Regions from separate parts of the Sus scrofa genome. Here regions 2, 3 and 4 are each linked to region 1. A link is a contact called in public HiChIP or PLAC-seq data. All regions are on one chromosome and are shown on one strand. The core of a region is the stretch at or near the end of the contact, and the rest is flanking DNA. Distances in the headings are between cores, read along the strand shown. Region 1 holds the start of SH3PXD2B (SH3 and PX domain-containing protein 2B). Region 2 holds the start of ATP6V0E1 (ATPase H+ transporting V0 subunit e1). Region 3 overlaps ERGIC1 (endoplasmic reticulum-Golgi intermediate compartment protein 1). Region 4 holds the start of DUSP1 (dual specificity phosphatase 1).

Evidence for each region. HiChIP or PLAC-seq counts read pairs in DNA pulled down with a chosen protein or histone mark.
Region 2: an H3K27ac HiChIP or PLAC-seq map of alveolar macrophages shows a contact between it and region 1. The contact joins the promoter of ATP6V0E1 here to the promoter of SH3PXD2B in region 1. A contact is called at or near these places in 2 of 5 promoter capture datasets (fetal liver and fetal skeletal muscle) and 1 of 2 datasets of contacts at active chromatin or transcription factors (alveolar macrophages).
Region 3: a contact with region 1 is called in an H3K27ac HiChIP or PLAC-seq map of alveolar macrophages, with 7 times the contacts expected there. The contact joins the enhancer-like site here to the promoter of SH3PXD2B in region 1. A contact is called at or near these places in 1 of 5 promoter capture datasets (liver), 4 of 47 Hi-C or Micro-C datasets (alveolar macrophages, heart right ventricle, mesenteric adipose tissue and 1 more) and 1 of 2 datasets of contacts at active chromatin or transcription factors (alveolar macrophages).
Region 4: an H3K27ac HiChIP or PLAC-seq map of alveolar macrophages shows a contact between it and region 1. The contact joins the promoter of DUSP1 here to the promoter of SH3PXD2B in region 1. A contact is called at or near these places in 2 of 47 Hi-C or Micro-C datasets (embryonic fibroblasts and liver) and 1 of 2 datasets of contacts at active chromatin or transcription factors (alveolar macrophages).

What each region holds. Positions count from the first base shown.
Region 1 is chr16:51,731,743-51,734,750 of Sscrofa11.1, reverse strand. SH3PXD2B (SH3 and PX domain-containing protein 2B) reads right to left here and starts at 1,581. Exons shown (of 14, transcript XM_021077089.1): 1 at 1,366-1,581. The coding sequence starts at 1,440.
Region 2 is chr16:51,259,258-51,262,265 of Sscrofa11.1, reverse strand. It overlaps ATP6V0E1 (ATPase H+ transporting V0 subunit e1), which reads left to right and starts at 1,595. Exons shown (of 3, transcript NM_001044579.1): 1 at 1,595-1,764. The coding sequence starts at 1,661.
Region 3 is chr16:51,299,822-51,302,829 of Sscrofa11.1, reverse strand. It overlaps ERGIC1 (endoplasmic reticulum-Golgi intermediate compartment protein 1), which reads left to right. Exons shown (of 10, transcript XM_003134052.6): 8 at 1,394-1,494. Among named protein-coding and RNA genes, the nearest start is that of RPL26L1, 25 kb to the right of the region's middle. Within about 2 kb of position 1,554, at least 28 of the 83 cell types and tissues checked have an H3K27ac peak or open chromatin away from gene starts, as enhancers often do. A contact at or near this core is called in alveolar macrophages, liver and skeletal muscle, where this site is marked.
Region 4 is chr16:51,456,762-51,459,769 of Sscrofa11.1, reverse strand. It overlaps DUSP1 (dual specificity phosphatase 1), which reads right to left and starts at 1,508. Exons shown (of 5, transcript NM_001256075.1): 1 at 1,142-1,508; 2 at 720-865; 3 at 159-378. The coding sequence starts at 1,508. LOC102166710 (a long non-coding RNA gene) reads left to right here and starts at 1,888. Exons shown (of 5, transcript XR_001304774.2): 1 at 1,888-2,418.

The DNA.
Region 1 (3,008 bases), core at 332-2,831:
CTTCACCCTATTTAAAGATGCCACAGGTCCAGGAAACAGCTTCCCACCGCCTGGCTAAGGCTTAAATAACTAGCTGCCCAGCCAATAACAATACAGGCTCACAAAGCACACCCTTTCTCACAGGGAGCGCAGAGTGGATTCCCGGCAATCTCCTTTCAGAATTTTACAGACGGTTCATGGAGAGCTTGTAGATCTGCTTTATAAGAAGCAGCCTCTTAAGAAAAGAGATCCAAAGACGACTTACTGGGAGGTCAAGGCGCTGAATGTAGCCAGCCAACGCCCCTTGCTCTTTATTGTTCTATACTTCTTTGTTAGGATTTTTTTTTCCCTCCCTCTTGCTCTTTTTTCCTTCCTGCTTAACTTCTCTGCAGCTAGGCGCTGCCACTGCCCCCTTCTCACCACCAGAGACACCACAGCCCTCTTCCCTCCTCCAGAGAGGCCTCCCCAAGGCCTCCCCTGGGTCCACCAACCCACAGACCCATTATCCCTCCACCTAGAAGCTCGGGCCCCTGAGAGGCCCCCTGAACCCACAGATTCAGCTTCAAGACGCCGTGGAAACCATTTCTCATCTAGGGGATCACCACCTGCCCCAGGCACACGTTCCAGAGGCAGGGAACACCGAATGCCTTGTTCCAGAACCCGAAGTCTCCTGGAGCCTCAGCTTTCCCATCCGCAAAACGATGCTACCCGCCCATTTTCTCAAGTCGTCGCCAGCACTAAACACGATTCCTATTTTGCCAGGGAACTACCAGGAGAAAACTTTAATACATTTTAAAACAGAAGTTACTGGAGAGAAGGAGCAGAGACTGGTTTTGTTTTCCGGGGTTTTTTGTGCACCTTTTCATGCTGCAGGCACTCAAAGCATCCATTCGCAGAGACCTTCACCGCTCGGCCTGGCCCCTCCGAAAGGGGGGAACCAACTTGGCGATCCCTGGTGGGGCTACCTGTGGCTGGGCACTGCGGGTCTGAGCGCCTCCGGACAAGGAGGGACAGGGCGGGCGGCCTGGGAACTGGCGCCTCTCTCTCTTTCTGTCTGTTTCCTACACCGGCTGGGGCCAGACTTGGGAAGGGCAGGACGGGAGTAGGGGACACAGGGAGCAAGGGGAAGGGGCGGCAAAGAGGCGAGGTGGGGGCGAGGCGGGAGGAGCGGGTGGAAGAGCGGAACAGGGCAAAAGAGAGGAGGGGAGGGGGAGAGAGGGAGGAGCCGGGAAAGACCCGGGCAGCTCAGCAGCAGGGCCGAGGCGGGGAGAGAAGGGGAGGTGGGGGAGAAAGAGCAGGAGGCAGAAGTTTTCAGAGCCGGGGGGCTCTCGGTTGCCCCCAGCAGGGCACCGGCTCGAGGGGGCGTGGGGGCCGCGCGATACTCACATAATGCTTGTTGGGCACCCGCCGCTTCTGCACGTCCAGTACCTTCACCTCCACGATGCTGCGCCGCGGCGGCATGGCCGCTCCTCTGCGGGGCCGAGCGCGAGGGCTGGAGGCGCGGGATGCAGGGGGCGCGCTGACGCGGACCGGGAGCCGGGGGCCGAGCGCGATCCAGAACCCGGGCCGAGCACGAGCCGCTGCAGCCGCCGCCGCCCTTCGCTCCGCGCGCCCTCCGGCCCGGCCGCCGCCGCCGCCGCCCGCCTCCGGCCCGCCCCCGGCCCGCCCCCCGCGCCGCCGGCCCGCCCCCCTTAAAGGGCCGGTCCCAACTCCCGCCTCCCGGCGCGCGGACCTGACTGGCCCACGTCCGGCCTCCGCAGGGCCTTTGTCCCAGCGGCGAGCCCCCGCGGCCAGGAGAGGGGACAGGCGGGCATCCGCCGTGCGAGCACTGATGGCCTGGTGGGTTCATTCCCGCACTCTCTTTCTGATAGTCGCGGTCGGGCGCTGGATTTGACGGCCAAACTCCTGGGTTCAAAGTCCAACTCTGCCGCTATTCAACTCTGTGACCTTGGGCAAGTGGCTTAACCTCTCTGAGCTCAGTTTGTTCATCTATAAAATGGGCCTAGTGCTGACGCCTACCAACCGGGGCTGTCCTCAGGATTAAGTGCCTGTGAGGTCAGAGCCACTATAAATGTTGTCATTTGTAAACTCAGCCTCAAGCCATGGGGATTCCGGGAGGTGCAAGAGGCCAGCAGCTTCTCCTCCTAGGCTTACAGTCTGAGAGATGGGGAGAGGGGGAGAAAAACAAACAAACAAACAAAAAAAAAACCCCAACAAATGCAAGTACAATACAATGACAATAGCAGCAAAACAGGGTGAGAGGGTGGTGAATGGGTGAAGGGCAGTGGATGCCTGTTCACAAGGCCATTGACTCCCAAACGTGAAGCACTTACTCCCTGCCTGGTGCAGTGCCTCTTGCTTTGGGGGACATGGTCTCTGAATTGTCAGGACAGCTGTGGGGAGAAGAGGGGGTTGCAGACCCATATTACAGAGGAGGTGTCTGAGAGTAGCCCCCAGAGTCACAGAGCTGGTGTCGGGACCCCATCTGTGTCTGGCTCTAGGCATATTTCACAAGTTAAAGCAGAGGGTGGCTTGGGCTGCTCCACATTTCTTCATCCAGCGCCTCCGAGGCCTGGCTTGGCACTGAGTCATTTTCAGGAGATGCTGGCTGAACAAATGTCTGAATGAATGTACGCATAATGCATGGATAGGAGGTTTAGGCCCCCGGCCAATGTTTTACACGAGTAAGCAGGGCTCCTTCCAGCAAACCACACAGCTCCCCTCCAGGCCTGAAGGAGCCCAGAGCTTCTTCGCATCCTAAATCCAGGGTGAGCCTTTGAAAGAGGGTGGTGGTGGTGGTGATCCAGGCAGGATGCGTGTCAGCAGCTCTGGCCAAGCCACTGGAGAGTCTGGTGCCAGTTCATTTTGACTCCGCCCAACTCCTTGCCCCTCTGACTTCCTTGCCAGGTTTTACCATCCTGCTCAGGCCCTGGAGGCTGGCCGATGAGGATGCCACTGATGAGCTCCCTGTCCTCTGGCTTCGGGTGAGGCTTGGTTAGTGGGAGTCCTTGGCAGGAGATTGAGGCCAG
Region 2 (3,008 bases), core at 346-2,845, 470 kb after region 1:
GTTCTGGAGATCAGCTCAGGTACACGGCAGTGTAAATATACTTAACACTACTGGACTGAAAACTTAAAAATGGTTAAGAAGGTAAATTTTTTGTTATGTATGTTTTACCACAATTAGAAGAGAGTTTTTTTTTTTTAAAAAAAGGAAATTGAAAGAAAATAGGAGCAAACTTTTTTCTCTGATAGAGATCAGGGTGATCTCACCCTTTCTTAACTATTCAGATAAGTTGTACAAGTGTTTATTAAGCACCTTCCATGTATAAAGTGCTCCTAGGGGGCAAAGATCAGTTTAACACGCTCATTCTCAAGCACTCTATCCTCTAGTAGAGGGTTGGCTTGATTATGCACACACAGAAGTACAAGGCCACAAGACATGCATTAATGCAATGAAATAGGTCTTGGAGAGCGTGGTACTTGGACTGGAACTTAAGGACAATAGAATTTTTGCCGCAACTGAGCTGCTGGGGGAGCAATATGAGCACAAAGGAGACCAACTAGTTTCCTACCTTGTCCTTCAGGTGAAGGCTGGGCATCATATTTGAAGAGTTGGTACAGATGTTAAAGATCATTGGTCCAACTTCTCATTTAATACAGGGTCCATTCTAGTTGAATGAAGAAAGAAATCAGGAGGTAATTCGAGGTGAAGAAAGGTGACTACTGCAGAAAAACCATGGTCCAGGGTAAAGTACGTTGGATTGGTTTATGGATTTGCTTTCCATCTTGCTTCTGTCTGAGAGCTCTTCCAGAAAGGGGTTCTTTCACTGTTCCAAGGTTGTCACATACATACTACAGTGAACGTATGTGAAGCTTGGCGTGCATTAGAAAGTCCACGTTACCTTCTCCTCAATATTCTGGCTTTAATTCCTACTCCCTTTTCAAGGCTCTGCTCAGAACTGGCTGCGGTGGACAGTCATGCTCTTTGGTTCCCTCTATCTTGACACTGCACTGAGTGACCTGCTCACAAGTCCTTCTCCTCACCAGTTCATGAATTCCTAGAGCGGGTGGTGGTGTCTGATTTCTGTAACCCCAAAACCTGGCTCAGTGCACAAGTCTAACAGTAGGTCAGTAGCTAAGAGCGCTGGCCTTGAAAATCACATCATCAAAGGTTGAATCTTGGCTCTGCCACTTACTAGGTACCAGACTCTGGGCAAAAATTGTAACCTGCTCCCTGGACCTCAGTTTCTTTAGGTGCAAAGTGGGTACAGTAATTAAAACTACTTCATAGGCTGTAGTGAGGTGTTCGAAAAGAACTCAAGCACTTAACTCATATACCAGTGCCTGGCACACAGGAATTCTGAACAGAAAATTACTATGAAGTTTTCTACACGTTTGTTGCATAAGAAGCTAAAGCTGTAAATAACTACATGTATTTCTTAAAAGGGCCACGTTCTTGCCCGGAAACTGCTAAGCCCTTGGTGACTTGACACTTACCTCTGGGGCTACAGAGCGAGCGCCTTCTGTCAACAGGCAGTAAGCTCCGAGACCCTCCGGGAGAGGGCGGGGCTCTATAGCCCGGCCCCAGAGGGGCGGGCCCGGCGCGCGGTCACGTGAGGCGCAGGAGGCGGGTCTTTGCGCCCGCCGATCACGCGGTCTGTGTTGACACTTCCGGGTGGCACCTAAGTGAGGCGGCGGGGCAGGGGCTGGCAGCTCCGACGGCAACCATGGCGTATACCGGCCTCACGGTGCCTCTCATCGTGATGAGCGTGTTCTGGGGCTTCGTCGGCTTCCTGGTTCCCTGGTTCATCCCTAAGGGTCCCAACCGGGGGTAAGTGCGCCAGGCCTGCCTGGGGTGGGACGCGCGGTGAGGACCGGCCGGGCCGGGCGGGGGAGAGGGCGACCCTGCACTGGTCAGAGACCTTCCCCGGGTAGTCCTGCAGTCCAGAGTCAGGCCCCGAGCCGCGTGCAGCCCCGCAGTTTCCTTATCTCAGCAGCCTCCATGTCTCCCGGCCCGAGCGTGAGGAGTTTGACCTCCGCCAGACCCTCGAGAAGGAGTTTTAGGGGAATTTTTTCTCACCACGTCCCTCTGTAGGACGGTACAGTCGGAAATGGGTTTATATCGATTCAAAAGAGAAGTTGCGGTTCGTCCCTAGACGACTATTGCCTCTTTAGCCCTGCCGTCCACCCAAATGAGGCCTCGTTTGCCTAATCTTTGAAGGAACGGATCAAATAAATAAAACAGAAATGGCCCTCTCTGCCTCGCAGCCTCTCGCAGTTGCACAGGACAAGCTTGTGCAATGACATTGAGCCCAGGCCTTGCATCTAGTGGGCGCCAGGAGGTAGCTGGGGCCTGATCTAAAGCGAGATTAATTACCGAAGAGCTGGAGGTATTGTTTAGAAACCCCTGCGTCATACCTTTTGGAGGGCGCTGGTATGTGAGTGTAACAAGCTCTTAGAAGCTTAAGAGATCCTTAAGAAAGGCTTTTAAGGAGACTTTTTTCCCAGACTTCTTTGTTAGATAGAGATTTATCTGTTTGGTAAGTAAACTTTTTAAAAATTGTGGTGTGAAGCAGAGTGTTCTCAAAGGAACTCTGAAACACCCTCTTTCTGGTTCCTCTTTTGCCTTTTAGTCATTTTCTTCTCACTGTAAGATCATGTGGGGTGAAACTTAGATTGAATTCACAGTTTGGGGGAGCACCATCTCTTGTTTTATTCTTTGAAACTAATTGGTGGCTTCATAGTGTTTTGCATGTATAGTGGACATTCAATAAATTCTTATTTTTTAGTTTTTTTATTTTAGGGCCGCACCCACAGCATATGGAGGTTCCCAGGCTAGGGGTCTAATTGGAGCTGTAGTTGCTGGCCTACGCTACAGGACAGTAATAACAGATTCAAGCCGCATCTGCAACCTACACCACAGCTTAGTGCAACGCCAGATCTTTAACCCACTGAGTGAGGCCAGAGATCAAACCTGCGTCCTCATGGATGCTAGTCAGATTGTTTCTGCTGAGCCATGGTGGGTACTCCCATTCAAAAATATTTGTTGAGTGGATAATTCTATTTCCTTTATTA
Region 3 (3,008 bases), core at 305-2,804, 430 kb after region 1:
CAGGAATAGGCTGTGAACGTCATTACACCCCGTCCCCTTTTACAGAAGCTGAGTCCAAGGACTTAGGACCGACTTAGCCAGGAGACCGGGATCAGAGCCCACAAGCCTAAATTTCTGGGTCATTTTAGTTGCAGGGTCCTTGAGCTGCCCCTCACAGCCCAGAAGCCCAAGGGAATATCACCTTTCCCAGGATGCTGTTTCGCGGCTCTGGGGCAGCGTTCTATCAGCCCGGTGTCTGATTCCGGTTACTTCATGCTTATCAGAAGCTGATTCATCTGTTCTCCCATTCATGTCTCTGACCAGTCATCCATCTCTCCATTCATTCATTCAATAAGCATTTGCCACTGTCCACTCTGTACCAGGCCCTGCGCAGGGTTCTGGGGACAGAAAGATGAGTAAGGCTGAGTCCCCCACCCCACCCCGCCCCCTGCAGCCTCCCTCATCCAGCAGGGATGGGGTAAGAGTTACAGAGTAATCCCACAGGACCAGTTCAGGGGACAACTGACCTCCCATTAATTGAAAATGAGAAAATGAGGGAAGAAATTAATCAGTTCTTTATCGATGCAGTTTTTCTTTTTCTTTTTTTTTGGTTGGATGGTTGGTTGGTTGGGTTTTTTTGCTTTTTAGGGCTGCACCTGTGCCATATGGAGGTTCCCAGGCTAGGGGTCCAGTTAGAGCTGCAGCTGCCGGCGTATGCCAGAGCCACAGCAATATGGGATCTGAGCCACATCTGTGACCTACACCACAGGCAGCGCCGGATCCTTAACCCATTGATCAAGGCCAGAAATCAAACCTGCAACCTCATGGTTCCTAGTCGGGTTCGTAACCGCTGAGCCACAATAGGAGCTCCCCGGTTTTTCATCTTTAAAACTTGAACCCAGTTTGTTTCGAAAGTAACAGAATTCAAACAGGATAAGAAGGTGCATGAAGAAATATGACATTTATCAAATCCCACGTTCCCTCCCAGATGCTAAAACTGCTAATAGTTTCTTGGGTATCTTTGCAGAAAATTCTTCTGTGTATTCACGCATGTAAAGGAGTGAGTCTTCCCTGCTCCTAATCCAGGGAATCACATTATTCACCCTGGTCTGTAACTTAATTCTTTTCACCAAACAAGTGGTTTCTTCCAGCAGCCCCTCCTCAGCACTTGCCCTATTGATGGACATTTAGGTCGTTTCTAGAATTTAATATTCTATACAGTGCAGGAGTAAAGATACTGACAGATGGAGTCTTTCAAAAAGAAGAGGGGTGGTTTGGTGGCAAAATTATGCAGGCTGAGTCCCTCCCACCCCGTGGCAATGCCAAGCACGTCTAGGGTTGAACTGACGTAGAAAGAGCTGCCAGCCAGGCAGTGCCCACCCCCGTGCTTCATGCTGCTGTGTCCTTCCCTCAGCTCTCGCCTCCCACGACTACATCCTGAAGATCGTGCCCACGGTTTACGAGGACAAGAGTGGCAAGCAACGGTACTCTTACCAATACACGGTGGCCAACAAGGTATGCGGGTGGCAGCTGAGCCCAGCTGCGTGCAATCACGCCCTCTGCTGGCCAAGATCAGAGATGACAAGTGTCTGGCTTGATTTCCTGTGATTTCCCTTTAAGGGACTTTTCCTGGGTGATCTGCCTGGGTAAAGATGGGAGGCCAGTCTCAGAGTTAAGGGGAAGAAATCTAACTGCAAGATAGGGTGTGACATGTTTGAGAAAGAGCAGGCGGGTGGCCTGCCCCAAAGGTCCAGGTGTTGCAAACACCTCCTCGGCCCTACATCTGACCCCAGTCCTCCACACGCAAGACCCTGATTGATTAGCACACAGCAGATGCTCCAGCTCTTGAGGCAACAAGCTCTTTATCCAAAATTGTGAGATTCTCAAATTACACCAGATGGCCGTTTGTAAACAGGTATGTCCCAGGACCCCAACACTCAGTGTCATGGAGAAGCAGACAGGCCTTGGTAGGAAGTAAAGCATAATCGGAGCCAGCAGATTGGGGTGATAGACAGTGGTTTGAAGCTTATCAGTTGAGACACCCCCACGAGGCTGTCTACACCAGGACTCTCATTTTTTATCCTGTCCCAGGACTGCCCAAGTCCATTGTAAGCAATATATTGTTTGACTCTAATAATAATAGTAAGAGTAGAAGCTATCGCTAATGGACTGCTTTGCTGGACATTGTGCTAAGCTCTCTAGGTCCCCATCTTTTTCAGTCATCATGGCAGTTCTGATATTGGGACTGTTACTGCCCCCATTATACGGATTTGGCCACTGAGGCACTGAGAGGTGGCCCCGGAGCTATAAAGTGGCCGGGTGGGGATTGGAACCAGCTTCCCGTCCCGTTCCAGAACCTGGGCTCTTGATCACATCAGCTGCTCAGTCTGAACACAGGGCCTCTGAGTCTGCCAGGCTGGGAGCCCCTTTCTCTCAGGTGACTTGGCACCGTTGTGCTCTGATCCACCTGAGGTTTTGCTTAACAATCCAGGGGAAGTCCTCTTTCTTTTATTCACCATTTCTTGGGGGGCATCTCACTGGACCCCTCAAGTGCTGACAGCAACGAACAGATGTGAGAAGGCAGGTGCAGTCTGAGCAGAAAGAGCGTGGGGCTGTGGAACAAAGTTCTGATTCAAACCCACTCAGTCACTTACCAGCTATGGGACCCGGGACAGGTCACAGAACTGTGCCTCAGTTTACTTGTGCATAAAATGGGGATGGTGCCACCTCCTAAGAGCGCTGTCAAATAAGGCAGTGTCTTTAAAACCACCCACCCCGCAAAGAAGGCTTTGGGTCAATGGTACCTACTGCTGATGCTCCTTTTTATTATTTTTCTCTGTCCCTCAGCTCTGGGCTGTGACCCAGACAGTCACCCTGCCCCATCAGCTCTCCCTGGAGAAAGCTGATCTTATTTTGCCCAAGGCTTCTTCCCCTGAGGCTTTGGCAGTGGCCCAGCGGCCAGAACAGCTTGCTCAGCTCTCTGCGGCCGCAGCCCCAACCTACCTTGAGCCGGGGGGCAGCGTGCCCTT
Region 4 (3,008 bases), core at 259-2,758, 270 kb after region 1:
AAATCTATGCTTCATAGGGATGCCACCCACACCTGACTGAGAGTAATGTCTACAGCTTAAAAGAATGTCCCTCAAGTTCTTGCTGTAGAGTTTAGGCTCGGTGGCTCAAACTAAAACAGGGAGGCACAGGTCCCAGGCATCTTGTTCCACTTATTTACCGATGAAATCGATTGCCTCATTGAACCAGGAGCTGATGTCCGCCTTGTGGTTGTCCTCAACGGGGATGCTCTTGTACTGGTAGTGACCCTCAAAATGGTTGGGACAGTTGGCCGAGACGTTGATCAAGGCAGTGATACCCAAGGCATCCAGCATGTCCTTGCGAGAAGCATGGTAGGCACTCCCCAGGTAGAGAAAGGGTAGGATCTCCACTGGGCCACCCTGAAATCCAGAAACATCCAACACTTGTCAAGCCTTGTTCAATGGCAATGCTCATGCCCACACCCACAAAAACTCCCTGAACAAGTCAGTTTCAATACTGGGTGACCTTCGCAGCATCTTGCTGGTATAGAAAATAGGGGACTAAGCCCAGTTGCTTGGGCAGGGCCAACAAAGTTCACTTCTGTAGTGCCAACAATTAGAGACTCAGCTCCATCATACCACTTAACCACGGGATAAATATCCCCGTGTCCCCCGTTATAAATAAAGCTGCATGTCACTTTCTATATTCTCCTACATTTACCAGCTGTTCCTTCTCCCCTCTGGTAAGGCCCCCTACTAACCTGATCGTAGAGTGGAGTGCTGCAAGAACTGCACCCTGATTCGGTGCTGTCAGGGACGCTAGTACTCAGGGGAAGGCTGAGCCCCATGGGGGTCGACTGTTTGCTGCAGAGCTCCGGGCAGGAAACAGAAAAAGCTTCATATCCTCCTGGGAATACAAAGAGACATTTTTTTTCCCATTAGTACCGCCGACACAGGGCACCCTTCAAACAACTCCGCTATCCAACGGGACTGGAAGTTTACCCCGGAGAGGCCCAGGCGAGTCTTTGTTCACAGACCAAACAAAGCCAACAAGTCCCCAGAATGCGGATCGAGCGCCCAGGCGCTCCAGGTGGGGCAGTCCCCTAGATGCTGAGAGCCGGGGGTCCCCGGGCTAGGCGACAGGGGGCGTGCGGCCCGCCCCTGAGCGTCCCCGAGGGCGTACCTTTGAGCAAGAAGATTTGCGCGCCGCGCGCCTCGCGGCAGAGCGCTCCGGCGGCCAGAGCCAGGGTGCCGTCGCGTTTGGCGCACTCCAAGGCAGCGCTGCGCTCGTCCAGCAGCACCACGGCGTGGTAGGCGCCGGCCAGCAGGCGGCCGCGCAGCTCCGCGTTGGGCACGATGTGCTCCAGGCCCATGGCGCCCTTGGCCCGGCGCCGCACGATGGTACTGAAGCGCACGTTGACGGAGCCGGCGATGTGGCCGGCGTTGAAAGCGAAGAAGGAGCGACAGTCCAACAGCAGACACTGCGCCGCGCGCTCCCGCAGCAGCGTCCTCAGGCCTCCGGCGTCCAGGGATCCCACTTCCATGACCATGGCCGGCCCCAGCGCCCCCAGCGTGAAGTCTTCTTGTGCTCTTTGTCCTCGGAAGCCAAGGGGAGGGCGACGGCTTTCGAGGAAAAGCCTGACCCTCGTTTTCTTTAAGCCAAACTCCAAACTGCCTCTGGGCTGAGCGAAGGGTCTTCGTGCGGGTCTCTCGACCGCCTCGGGTTCCTTACTGCTCCCCTGCCTGCCCCTCCAACCCGCGTAGAACCTACAACCCCAACGTCCTTCACGGCGAGTCAGACCCGCGGGAAGCGCGCTTATATGTGGCCTCTCGGCGGGCGGGGCGGGGAGGGGCGCGCGGAGGCGCGCGCGCGCGCGCGCGCGCAAGGGGAGGGGGTTGTTTGTTTGAATGACGGTCACGTGACCGGTGTGGTGACGTCACCCGCCCTGCCGGGCTTGGCGCCGGCCGAGCCAAAGGGGAAGACGTCATCGGCCTCTGAGTGGGGTCCGCTGGCTGCGCTCTGGCTCGGGTCCCATCCCCCGCCGGGCCGTCCGGCCTGCGCCTGGCGCGTCCCCGGGGAGCTGGCCCGAGCTACTCTCCGGGACCGGCAGGGAGGAGAGAGGAAGGGCGCGCGAGCAGCTGAAGGCTGACCTCGGTGTTGAGAGCGGCTGGGAGATCAGGCCGCATGCCACCGGCCTCCGCCTCCCTTCCCCCCGCCCTGTGCCCCTTCCCCGCGCCCCCTCCGCCGCAGAGCAGAACGGAAAGGGGTTTCCTGCGTTTTTGCAGAGATGTGGGCCCCTTTCTCTCATTTCCTCATCCCCAACAGGCGAGGAAACAGGTTCTCAAGGAGAGGCTATTTACTTGCCCAGCATCACGCTGCTGGGGGTCGAGGGACAGAGAGGAGCCTGAAATGAAGGTTGGAGGAAAATTAACGAGTTTGTCCAGCCAAGAACAACCGGGGTGAGTTGGGGTGGAGGTGTTCAGGGAAATATTTTCCTACTCCCCAGACTACTCTCCTGTTACTTAAAAATAAAATGTACATTTAACAAGTAAAATGCCTTCCAGTCAAACCCAAGAGGAAAAAGGTCTTTCTCAGTCATGTGCTTGCCCAGACCATTGTGAACTAAGAAAGGTTAGAAGATTTCAGAGGGCTGAAATCCTGGTCGGGGGGGTCGTAAAGTCAGGTCGAGGACTGCGGGGTTCCGTGTTAAGGGAGGCGGACCCCCCCCCCAGCGCGGCTCGACAGCGCCCTCCCGAGGCCGCCAGACATGTTTTGGGTCACGTTTACTTAAAGACAGTTGTAGCCACTCCATCTCTTTATTCCCCAAATGTGCACTGATTGAGCACCTAACTCTGCCCTGGGCTGGGAGCCTCCAGCTGGGAACAGGAGTCAGGAACAGGAGCCGGGCCCAGCCCCCACGCCCTGGTTCTCGCCACTAATATGGGCTTAACTCGAAATCCCCATCCTGGGTGCTCTAAGAGGATTACCAGGACCTGGACGCGCATTTGGGGAGACCCGCATGCGGTTACCCTCGTCCTGGGCTACCGAG